Regions from separate parts of the Gossypium hirsutum genome. Here region 1 is linked to region 2. Evidence: chromatin contacts called from public Hi-C data. All regions are on one chromosome and are shown on one strand. Each heading gives the region's core, a stretch centred on a gene start, on an enhancer-like site or on the middle of the called end of the contact. The rest is flanking DNA. Distances are from core to core; before and after follow the strand shown.

Region 1 (6,244 bases), core at 2,450-4,949, 310 kb after region 2:
CGCCGCAGAAATCACCTGGTCTCAGATTAATTGAATTGAAGAAACCTGTCCGGCCTCCATTTGTGGTAGAACTCTCTAGCCTCCCTCTGATAATAAAAAGCATCTCGGTGACAGGGTCACCTTCCCGAACAATGTAGGTTCCTTGAGTACTTAAGGAGGATACTAAGCGCTCACATATGGCATCTAGTAGCTGATCATCCATCTCTGAGAAAAAGGGGACCTATATGCATATGGGGAAAAATCATGTGGGAATTCAGACCTATAGGACAAAATCTGAATGGAAGTAGCATGAAGAACTTACACGCCGAACAAGGTCCAAGCATAGATGGCGTTGGATGTCTCGGCGGAGATCTGGAGGTAAAGCACGTAAGATTGATTCTTCATCCACACCTCGAGTTGCAAGCCACTTGTACTGAACAAAACGCTGAACGCGCTCTCGAAGATCTTGCGGGAGTTGGCGATGTCTCATCCACTCCTCGGTGTCCCGCCGTTTAAGCCTCCACTCCTCCAGTCTCACGGTGATGGATTGTAAGTAGGTCTGCATAACATGATAAACAACGTTATTGAATATATGACCAAAGCCTATGCATGTTATAAGAAATAAGAATTATATGTTAGGGCTTAAGACAAATACCTGCATGTTTCCAATTAAATGGGCAAACAAAACCAAACCCAAGATAGCAATCAGTATGGCAAACAGGGTTTCCCCCATAAATGTGCTTGTATCTAAATTCTGTCCATAAGAGCTGAAAATTCAGAAACCAGAGTTGTTTCATCAAAAAGTTCCACAATAAATCTAAATTATGTTTTATGAATGTTCATGATGCATGCATACCTCAAATTCTGCAAACCCCACCACAGACAATAGAAATACTTCCGGTGGAAGCCCGAGGAGAATACTTTCTTCGTCAACGCATTCTCGAAAATCCCATAGTCAAAACTAATATCATTATTGGGATCACATTTACCAAACACCACAGTACTGTTTTCCCATTTATGGCGACTGGCATCATTCAATGTGCCGCAATCGAGGTAACGAGGATCACATCGCACAGGGCTAGTCTCATTTCTGCATTCAGTTTTCAAACAGGATGCATGTCGCTCGAATGACAGTAAATACCACGACGCCCCCAGTACCTGCAAGAAGCGAAGCCGAACAATCAATCAAAATGGGAACAATGATAGCCACAGACGAGATTGGGGTATGAAATTTTACATACATGGCTAGCTAACATGTAAAGTAAGAGATTGTATGCAGCACCAGCCCAGGCAGTCTTTGTGACAACACCAGTGGCTTTGATAATCTGAGAGCTTAAAGGGAAAATTAAATACAATCTGGGAACATATTGGAGCAGCACAATCAGCACAAGTGCATTATTAGTATAATCAGCATGGGAGCTTCTAATTGCTGGTATAATGAACCATATCACAATCTGCGAACAAAAGTAAAAAGAAAAAAAAAATATTAAATCAGTTTTAGCTTGAGCAAAATATCTTTCCTTAAACCAAAGAAAAAACTTCTATCACTTTTTCATCATTTATCAAAAACCCATTTAGTAAACTATCAAAATAATCACTTTTATTTTTTTTAAATTATATTTTAGTCTCTAATATTTAAAATGTTAAGTTTTAGTCACTTATGTTAACGTGTTGTAACATTTTAGTCACTGAGTCTTTAATTGTTGTTAACGGGATAACGATAAATTGATGTGACACGTTAAATTACCATTACAAAAAAAAACTAAGTTAAATTATACAATTAGTCCTTATATTTTTTTTAGTTTGAAATAATGATTTAACGTGTTACATCTGCTTACCATTACACCGTTAACGACAATTAACGCCCAGTGACTAAAATGTTATAACACGGTAACATAGATGACTAAAATGTAATATTTCAAATATAAGTAATTAAAATATAACCCGATAAAAAAGTGACTATTTCGGCGATTTATGCTTACTAAATATTGAACCTTGTGAAAGAAAATTATTAGAAAGGAGATCTATTTGAGAGAAAATTTTAAAGTATTGTGTATTGAGAATCGACAGATCTTTTAGTGGATTGGTATTGATCCCCTAACTCTATGAGAGACCGTGTGCCTTAAAAAGCTACCCGAAAAATATTGTGGGTTCAATAAAGCGGAAATGACTCGTTGGATGCTTGTGACATGGTCACCACCATAGAAATCTCAAAATTTGCACTTGGAAGGGTTAAAGGTTGGAAGGGTTAAGGTTCCCTATAAGGCATTGTTGGATAACAACACAACCACTGGACCTACTTGCACACATACATGGTCTACCTTCTTAGCCACCTGACGAAAATCTCTCGCTCTGTTTGACCTCGCCGTCTTTAGGCACTTAGGTTCTCAGAGTTGAGAGATAAAATCCCCCGACGTAAATAATACTGGCCAATTGAAGGATGTTTCGACTTTCAACACATGACAGTTAAAAGACCTCCCCGAAAGAAATCAGCATTCTCTCAACAACCGCATAAAAACATATCTAGATTCCAGTGGTTGCTTGCAGCATTTACATCAGTCTCAGCTACCAAAAACGCCATCAACATCACTTGCAAATTAAACAATTCAAAAAAGGCCCTTCATTTGATTAAATAGGGACATTTACAGAATGAAGTACCTGAGGAAGAGGTAGAGCAGCCACAAGATCTATGAAGAAATCCGATCTCAAATACCTTTTAGCAATCAAATCTGGGTGAGTAACAAGTTCACCCCTACCAAATACCCTTGAGGTAGGCGACACATAAGCCGTTCGGAACTTGATGAATATATGCAACACGTAAAATGCATCGGCAAGTGTACGGAAACAAGTTACAACGATTCCCAGATTCAAATCAGTTTCCAAACAAGAGGTGGTGTCTTTTTTTATCAATGAAGGCAGGTAGAAAAACAATGGGTCGACGAAGAGAGCCACTAAGCACCAAAAGAGAAAAATCCTGTTCCACTGCAAGTAAATTTCAGTACCAGGATCTAGAATCCTTTCCCTCCATGGCTCGTGATCCTCTGGAAAAAGAACCTTTGACTTTCCATATTTGGAAACTCCTTCGGTTTTCAATAAAGGGACGGTTGCTTTGAATACGGGCAGTGGCGGCTTCTCCGTACGTGCTGTGCCATTGTTGTTGAACCTGAGAATTCGAAAAAGGATCCATCAATGGAAATTTGAAGAAAAATGAGGAGAGGTGGGTTGCTAAGATTACCTCACTAGCTTCTCTGTTTTGAACTCCATCCTTTTTTGTGAAATTGGTCATAAAAGTAAAGTGTGCAGAGAAATGGGTGCAGCTTTACTGCAACAAAAATTATATTGAAAATCCATCATAAAGGAAGTGGAAGTGCTTAGAAAAAAAGAAGTAAACAAGATAGATCTTTCATTGCCTCCTCGTATCGACCAACATAGTGAAAATACCAACAAAAAGGTCGTTTTCTTTTTGCAAATGAAAAGAAGAGAGGAAGAAGGATATTGACGTAATCGGATGCAAGATTTTTGGAGGACTGAAAGAGAAGAAAGAGAGGAAAAAAGGAAAGCAAATCCCAAAACTAGGAATTTCAATAAAGAAATACTAGTGAAAGCAAAATGAAGGAAGAACAGCTCAGAGTGTTTTTTTTTTTTAACTAGTTTGTGTTGTTGGGAGAAATTAAAAAGAGGATTCAATGTGAAAAAACACACGAAATACCATTGACTTTGGAGATTGGAGGCGATCAAACAATATTTATATTTTCATTGATTCCCTTCGATTGTTTATATAATAATTTAATTTATTATTATACCCAACATTTAGTAAAACCATTTTTTATATTATTGATAATTGGAAGATAATTGAAAATTTAATAACAATTTTGATGACAGGGTTGTTGCCGGCTCTCTGTTTTGTGTTTGTAATAAAAACAGGCGGGATCCCGATTCTTTATTGGACGTTTAGATCCCACAGTTGAGTGGTCCTTGCCACATCGGCAGTGATGGAGCCGTAGAAGTCTACCACTATTTTAGATTCCCTCCTAATTTCATGTTCATACTTTTACCTCACCTAATTCAAATCTAAATGCTATTTTAATTTTAATTTTAATTTTAATTTTAAAACATTAAAATTTATCTAAAAGTTCATTTAAAAGATATTAATTATTTTTTATTTACTTGAAATTTTATTTTTTTAATATCTAAAAAAAAATAAAACAGAACTCGTTTCTCCAAAAGGAATAAAAAAATTAAAAAGGACAACTTAAAAAACTCAAATAATTCAGGCGTTTTCAGTGGTAAGTCTCACCAATTAAAAGTTGAGATTAAATTTTTTGTTTTAATTTACATATTTTTTTTTAAAAAAAATTCATAATGCTATTAACCAGTTTAAATGACATCAGATTAAAAGGACTACAATTGATAATTAGTGATAACAAAGTTCTAAAGAATATTTTTTTCTTTCAAACAGCTGGCTATGCAGCAATTAGTTAATTTTTTATTGGGAAGGGCTTACTTCTAATATCAACAACTATTCAATTTCTTCTTTTAAAACGAAAAACCCTTCAAATTTAATTTCTTTCAATACCTTTTCAGGCTTCACAAACCACTGTAACTAAAATTTAATAATGTTTACAGATATCGCCATGAAAAATAAGTCAAAAATCTTGGACAGCTGGTACACCCTAATCTCATCTGACAAACAAAAAATTGACATCAAAAGGATACTTTGAAACCAAATCATTACCCTTTTTTCTAAATCACTTTTCAAATTATCAATTAAGCCACTTGTCAGATGTAAAATAAAAAACCGTAATCACCGGTGTACCAATATACATATAAATATCATAGATGGACCAAATTCAGTATCCATAATGGAGGCTGACACACATACAAACACACTACGTTCATATTTCTTCCAACAAACCAAAAATTCAAGCAAATCACACAATAGAGAATATGTTCTATGGAGATTTTAAATTATAAATTGGTTCACCATGAACATAGCAGCAGTCATACTTCTAACCATGCATAGAAAAAACTTAATCACCGGGAACAAATGGAAGTGCATCTATCTGACTTGCATTGCAACATTGCATACAATAATTTCAGAAATTAAATTAAACTCATGAACAATGAATTTGTTGGACTTTTTATCATTCCAACTGTTTATAAAACAAAACAACACCCAATCTAACATGACCTCACTCTTAAATATCTGACATGAAAACTTTGTCCCTAAGTCTTGTTTCAGAGTTAACCAGAGGGCCAAAAACATGATTGGGACATTTGAGCAACATTAGCATCTCGTATACAGCAAAAAAAATTCATGACGCCAAATGATGATTAGTCTTCCTATTCAAAGATGGTAAACAGCTAGACAAGAAACCAACCTATTTTGGTAGGTTAAATATCATCCAGTCACACCAAAGATAACAGGCCAGTCACTTCACCTATGCTTGTTTTGCAGCCTACCAAGGGACCCAAAGATATATAGCAAGGTCGGCGAATCATGATTAACTTGTGAGGATATTGTGACTTTGTTCGAGATCATCAAGTTCTGCAACTAAGAGTCAACCATCCCAGAACGCTCCCGAATTTATGTACCGCCAAAGACACGCAAAAAACTCAAAATATTCGAAAGAAAAATATCAAGCACACACTTTTTGTCAAGCATAATCATCTGGAACTAGATGCAGACACTAGGAAGAAAAGTGAGTACAGCTTCCCAACTTTCCAACCCAACAGAAGTAGAAGACTCCAAATTTATTCTTGCTTGTCAGCTGAATGACCACAAACATGTTGAAGAAAAACAGTAAGCAAAATATCCTTGCATCTTTCAAAATATTTTACCGTCATGTTTTCTAAAAAGTTTGCACAAAAAATAAGGTCTGTAAATTACCAATCCCACTCTTGTAAGGACCCTAAAACATCAACTTCTGTAGAACAGATATAGTACCTGCCAGAAGCAGCGTTTGAGGCAGCTCCCTCAATCCTTTTAAGATAAAGTAAGTAAAGCCACTAGAGTTTGACGAAGGTTCATCACAGCAGGAGAGATTCATTCAAACAGTAGCAACTACAGATGATGACAAATGGGACCCACAATGATCAAATATTGAAGATCCCATAGACGGGCAGCAAAGAAGCAAATCCCAGACGTGTAGAAGCAGAAAAGTAACGAGGCAGACCCAGAAGACACCTCAACACAAAAGAAAAGCATGAACTTTTTAGCAGAATTTCTTTAATGATTTCTCAATAAAATTATAGAGGTCATTTT
Region 2 (6,025 bases), core at 23-2,522:
TTATGTAATTTAGAACACATAAAAAATTAAATCTATAAATAGAAAAAGATTAGTTGACTAGGTATAGAATTTTAATAAATGAGAAAATATATAAAATTATTAAATTTGAATTATAAGTAATATAAATATTTGTCAAAAATTTAATATGATATGAGCGGCCTAAAATCGGCTTAGATTAACCATTTACAAGTATGAACAAGTTTAGGTAAAATTCTAAGCTCATATTTCAGGTTGAACTAGACTTAAATTAGTATAAAGTGTGTTAATATTATACTTAAACTCGATCTGAAACTAATCTAGCTTTGCTCATGAATACCTCTAAGAGGGATTCTTTTCCAAAATTACAGTTGATTTGAGTTTAAATTCATGCTAAGGTCATTGCATATCAAATTACTTTGTGTTAGACTCTTTTTGAATTCGAGTCATTACAAATTATGTGAGCTCATTCAGATTGTTGATTCTTTTTATGGTTAAATTAGATTTGATTTAACTGAAGTTCAATTGGATGGGATTGAAATTTGAAGTTGAAGGCTAGAGTAGAAGTGTCTAATATCTATCAATTATATAAAAGGAAGGTCCAAAGATGACATGTCGGATGCTTTTCTTTTCCCTTCTTTTCTCTTTTACATTTTAGAAACATTGTTAAATTTTAGTCTTAATCCTTCTATTATGTTTAGTTTTGAGATTTAATCTCTATGCTTTAATTTCTAACATAATTGGTTGTTTATATTCTTATAATGTTAGTAATTAGACCAAATAGTTTGCATTGTGAACTCTTCGATTAAAATTTTACATAATTATACACAATTTAAATGCCTTGAGAGCTTTTCGAGATTAACATGTGGCTTTGTGTTTTTTTTAAGTTTGTGCTTCTTTTTTTATTTTATATTATAAGACAAATGGTCAAATTTCAAATTTGGCCTTTAATTTTAACATAATTTAATTAATCTATTTTTATAATATTATTTGTAAATCTAAATAGTTAATATTGTTAATTATTGATATAAAAAAATTATTTTATCATGAATGTGTATTTTTTTAAAACCTTAATCAATATTTTCAACATTAGTTCTATTATTACATAAATACCGAATAAATTATTTTAATTTCAAAAACTTATACCAAAAGATTTAATGAATTTTTTTAATAATGATAATAATTAGACGCAAATTTTTAAATTTGAAAAATAAAAAATTTAACTTTTAAATATAGTAAATATTTAGGTATGTAGAGAGTAGTTTAACATTCAATTTTTTTTCTCCATTTAACAAACAATACGTATGAGGCGGTTGGCGGTTGGTTAATGGTTGCTGTGTCATGTAGACATATAACGTGGCAACATTTCTGCAATCGGAAGAAAAAGAATATAGAAAAAGTTTCGTAGCCCGGTCCCAATCAAAAGCTTCGTTCAAAGACGCATTTTCACAAACAAGTTGTGAGCACGACTGCTTTCGCTTAGGTAGGTGCTCGACTTCTTTCGCTTGCCTTTGTACTGTTCGCTCAATGAGGAATGTCTTCGCTCCTCTCAACCGTCATCGCCTTCTCACATTGCTCTCCACTGGTATCATTCTTCTTTTCTATTAGTCTTTCCTTTTCCGTCCCCGCTTATTATTCTATCAACATTAATATCAATTGTTCTTTGATTTCCTATTGCTGCACTGTGTTTAATTTTCTTCGATGCTAGTATTATCCTGATAATTTAAGTTTTAGGATTGTGAAGCACTTTTATAGCACCGAGTTGGGCATTTCTGGAACTTCCCGGAAGTAATATTTTGTTGGTCATATTTGTTTTACCTTCGGTTGTTCATTTAGTAATGTTCTTACGACCTTGAGTATATGTGGATGTTACTGTTTATATTAGTTGATTACTTATACTGCTTGCAGCTGTAAACCATAATAGACATGTTGGAACAATGCTGCGTTATTCTGTTTCTCCGGAAGTTCAGATGGATACCAGGCATCGATTATACTTGTTGCAGCAACAACTGTAAGTGCATTCATATTTACCACTAAATTTTGCTGCTCGGAATTGGGTTATGTAATAAATTGGTCTGGTGAATGTGGAGTGTCTCTAACATTTGTTTTTTTATCCTTTTTTATGCAGGTTTTCTACAGGTTTTGCCAGTGTCCATGGTGAGAGGCCTTCTGCAGAGTATGCAAAGCTGAGGAAAGAATCATTGGAAAGTGAATTTGGGCATACTGTTGGAACGCACAGCTCAACAAGCGTTTCTGCTGTATACCGATTTGGCCCATTTCTGGCTTTGTATAGAGCAGCAATCATTTCATTTCATGTATTGAAGTTGACCATTTGGCATTTCTTTTTTCGAGACATAAAAGAGCGTGCTGTGAAGGTATTATATGAATTTTATTCTTAAACATGTTCTGTTTAATAACTTGAATTGGTTCTATTATTCTTGCATGCATCTATATTCATCCAATTTGAGAGTAGAGTAAAACATCGAAATCTTAGCATAATCTGGCTGACTTTGTACTAGAAGTTTGCATGCTTTAGTGTTGCAATTTCATGTTATTTGGCCAATGGTTTTGCTGAAACTATCATAAGTTCCTATTTCCTCTTTTATTTTATTTTATTTTATTTTTTTTGTTACTACAAGCTTATTGTATTTTTTACATTCTTTCAGTTTCGTGAGATGTTAATCCGCTTGGGTCCTTTCTATGTTAAGGTAAGTTCCTTTATCTTTGTTTTATCGTACTCTTTATTTATTCCAAACTGTTCCAATAAGTTTCTTGTTGGGCTTCGTTTATTCTAGTTTCCCTTTACCAAAGTTTTACAAAAAGTTAAATTCTACTATTAGGCCCTGTACTTTGTGAAAGTTGAGGATTTAGTCCCTATACTTTAATTTGGTCATTTTCAATCCTTTTCAAATTTTAAAATTTAACTCATCACCAAACGGTAACTGTTAAATTCATTAAGTTCTACTATTTTCAAAATTTGATGCATCAAACATGGTATCATATGTGAATGTCATATCAGCTTGTTATTTCCACATATTACGCATTAAAAATTCAGTTAATGGTTAACGATTGTCATTTGCATCAAGACTAAAATTTCAAAATTCGAAAACTATAGAATTTGATCCAATTGGAGAATATGGACTAAATCTACTATTTATGCATAGTACTAGACTATTAATTAAATTTAACCAAATAGATTTAACTGCTATTGATTGGGTTAGGACTAAATTTTTAAAATTCAAAAAGTACATGGACTAAAATTGACCAATTCGAAAAGTGCAAAGACTATAATTAATCAAATTGAAGTACAGGGACTAAATCCACAACTTTCGCAAAGTACAAGAACTAATAGCAGGCTTTTATTTTCTTCATAAACTCTAAGTTAAGAATTCTATTAGGACTCTTTCATTTGTTATTAACAATCTATAAAAGGGTGTCAATATGAAATAAAGAGTTAAGCAATTATTTTATAAAAAAGAAACATTATTTTGAGAGGGGGTTCAGTCAAAGACGAATCTGCCTTTTGAGTAACCATAGGTCAAAGCAAGAATTTTTTCTCGTTTAGACTTGTGACTAGATCTTACGCCAAGGCACATAACAACTTGGTATCTGAGCCAGCTGTCATGGGTGACGAAAAGACTTTGACAGCCAAGCTAGAGGCTTTCATGGAACAAATGGCTACAAGGCAACAAGCATTAGAGGAGCAGGTGGCGATATTATCTCTTTCAGTCCAAAAGATAACGAAAGGGGATTCAAAGAAAAATAATGAAGAACAGGGCAACAGCGAAGGCACAAAAAGGAACTCAGACTCGCGACACGGTGGGTGCATGGTGCCACGATACTCTAAGATGGAATTTCGCACTTATGATGGTGTTGAAGACCCTTTAGGGTGGCTGAAAAGATGCGAATTTTTTTTTGGCAATCAATGAACTAACAAAGAAGACAAAGTAGGCTTACCTTCATTCCATCCCTTACGAGAGACACAATTGTGGTTTGATCAAATGGAAGAAGAAGAGGCAAATCTTGATTGGAGGCGCTTCAAAGAGTGTTGTCATGTAAGGTTTGGGCCACCTATGAGTAATAACCCCTTGGGAGAACTTGCTAGCTTGAGACAAACTTGGATTGTAGAGGAATATCAATGTCAATTTCAATCGCTATTGGCTAGGACTGCAAATCTTAGACTTCGACAACAAGTAAACCCCTTTACTACCAGGTTGGTAGAGGAACTTAGAATTGATATTGAGATGCAACAACAGGAAAACCTTGGAGTTGCAATGAATATGGCTCGAACATTGGAACGTAAACAAAATGTCTCTTCCAAACTGTCATCTTGAGTCCTCCTGAACTGGCCAACTTCCCAAAACACTGGCAGTAATTCAATTATTCCAACAACTAAGAGCATTGCAAAGGGAGGGGGGACAAACAACAGAACCAATAGGGAACAACGGCAAAATAGGTTCTTCTGCACCATTTATTAAGTGATTGACATAGACAGAAATGGCGAAAAGAAGGGCTAAGGGGTTGTGTTATAATTGTGACGAGTCTTATTCCATGGGACACAAATGTAAAAGGTTTTGGATAGAAGTACAAGATGTTGAAGGCAAGTAAGATGATGATGCGATAGATGATTTTGGATAAGTTTTGAAGTTTATTCTGAATTTGAGTTTGAGGACAAGCTCAACTCCAGAAGGGGAGTAATAATATGGACGCTTTTATTGCAATAGGAGTTTTTAGTTTTATTTATTTCTTATATCAGGTTTTATTAAGAGTTTTAGTTTTACTTATTTTCTCTATTATATTAGGTTTTTATTTCCTTCATAAGCTCGAAGTTAGGAATTCTATTAGGACTCTTTTCTTTGTTATTAACTATCTATAAAAGGGTGACAATATGAAATAAAGAGATAAGCAATTATTCTATAAAAAAGAAACGTTATTTTGAGAGGGGGTTCAGTCAAGGATGAATCTGCCTTTTGAATAACCATAGGTCGAAGCAAGAATTCTTTCTCGTCTAGACTTGTGACTAGATCCTACGCCAAGGCACATAACACTTCACTGTTCTGTTCTGCTTTTCATTTAATTGGAACCACTGTGTGGAGATCTATTATGGGTCTGAAATTCAAGTATTGATGTTAACTTTTGATAAGGAGTTTGAAGACTTGATGGTTGCTCATTGAAGTAGGCTATAGACATGCAAGCTTATATTTGTTTTATTGTTTGCTTTTGTATCAAACAAACCTTTTGCATTTAATTTCTAGAGATAAAAGCAAGTAGAAAAATAAAATAAAATAAAATGTCTTAACCCATTTATTTCTCTTAATCCTCTTGGACAAAACTAATAACTTTGGTCTACTTTTATTTGGGTATAAAGCTTGGACAGGCTTTGAGCACAAGAGCAGATATATTGCCACCTGTCTATTGCCAAGAGCTTGCTAAGTTACAGGTATACAGCCCCTTTCCTCAACCATACGTATACAGCTATGGGTTAAATTGTTGAGATTTATGAATATTGATGTTTATCTTTTTCCATTTGTTTTCTTTCTGATTTGCACCTTTTCTATTAACGCAAGGATCAAATTCCCCCATTCCCGACTCGTATTGCAAAAAAATCTATTGAAACGGAATTGGGTATTCCAATTTCTGAAATTTTTTCGGATATTAGCCCAGAGCCTATTGCAGCAGCATCTTTAGGACAAGTTTATAAAGGTCAGACCACCATTTCTGTGAAAGGAAAACAATATATAATTCCTTTTTTTCTCCTTTCTCTATCATTGTCTCATGTTACAGACATTCCAACTTTTGATATATTATCTATTAAAGATCTATATTTACGAGAATGTATAAAGCTAAATGTTTGCTTTCATGGCTTTAAGTATTGCAGCTTGCCTTCATTCTGGAGAACTTGTAGCTGTTAAAGTACAGAGGCCTGGTATGTCACTAATGTTGACCCTTGATGCATTGTTATTCCATATGATTGGTGGCCAAATAAAGCGATTTGCAAAAGCTCGCAAAGATCTTTTAGTAGCTGTGAATGAAATGGTGAGTCTTCCTC

Evidence for each region. A called contact is a pair of places that touch in the nucleus more often than the background predicts.
Region 1: a contact with region 2 is called in a Hi-C map of leaf, with 2.4 times the contacts expected there. The contact joins the promoter of LOC107961724 here to the promoter of LOC107961719 in region 2. A contact is called at or near these places in 9 of 34 Hi-C or Micro-C datasets (anther, callus and leaf).

Annotation. Positions count from the first base shown.
Region 1 is chrA06:45,102,980-45,109,223 of Gossypium_hirsutum_v2.1, forward strand. It overlaps LOC107961724 (probable cyclic nucleotide-gated ion channel 14), which reads right to left and starts at 3,700. Exons shown (of 7, transcript XM_016897812.2): 1 at 3,215-3,700; 2 at 2,638-3,142; 3 at 1,221-1,433; 4 at 836-1,137; 5 at 635-746; 6 at 302-538; 7 at 1-220. The coding sequence starts at 3,243. It overlaps LOC107961727 (serine/arginine-rich splicing factor RSZ22), which reads right to left. Exons shown (of 7, transcript XM_016897814.2): 6 at 5,870-6,244; 7 at 5,066-5,750.
Region 2 is chrA06:44,797,227-44,803,251 of Gossypium_hirsutum_v2.1, forward strand. It overlaps LOC107961719, which reads left to right and starts at 1,273. Exons shown (of 14, transcript XM_016897804.2): 1 at 1,273-1,561; 2 at 1,885-1,987; 3 at 2,105-2,351; 4 at 2,643-2,684; 5 at 5,345-5,416; 6 at 5,544-5,679; 7 at 5,855-6,012. The coding sequence starts at 1,504.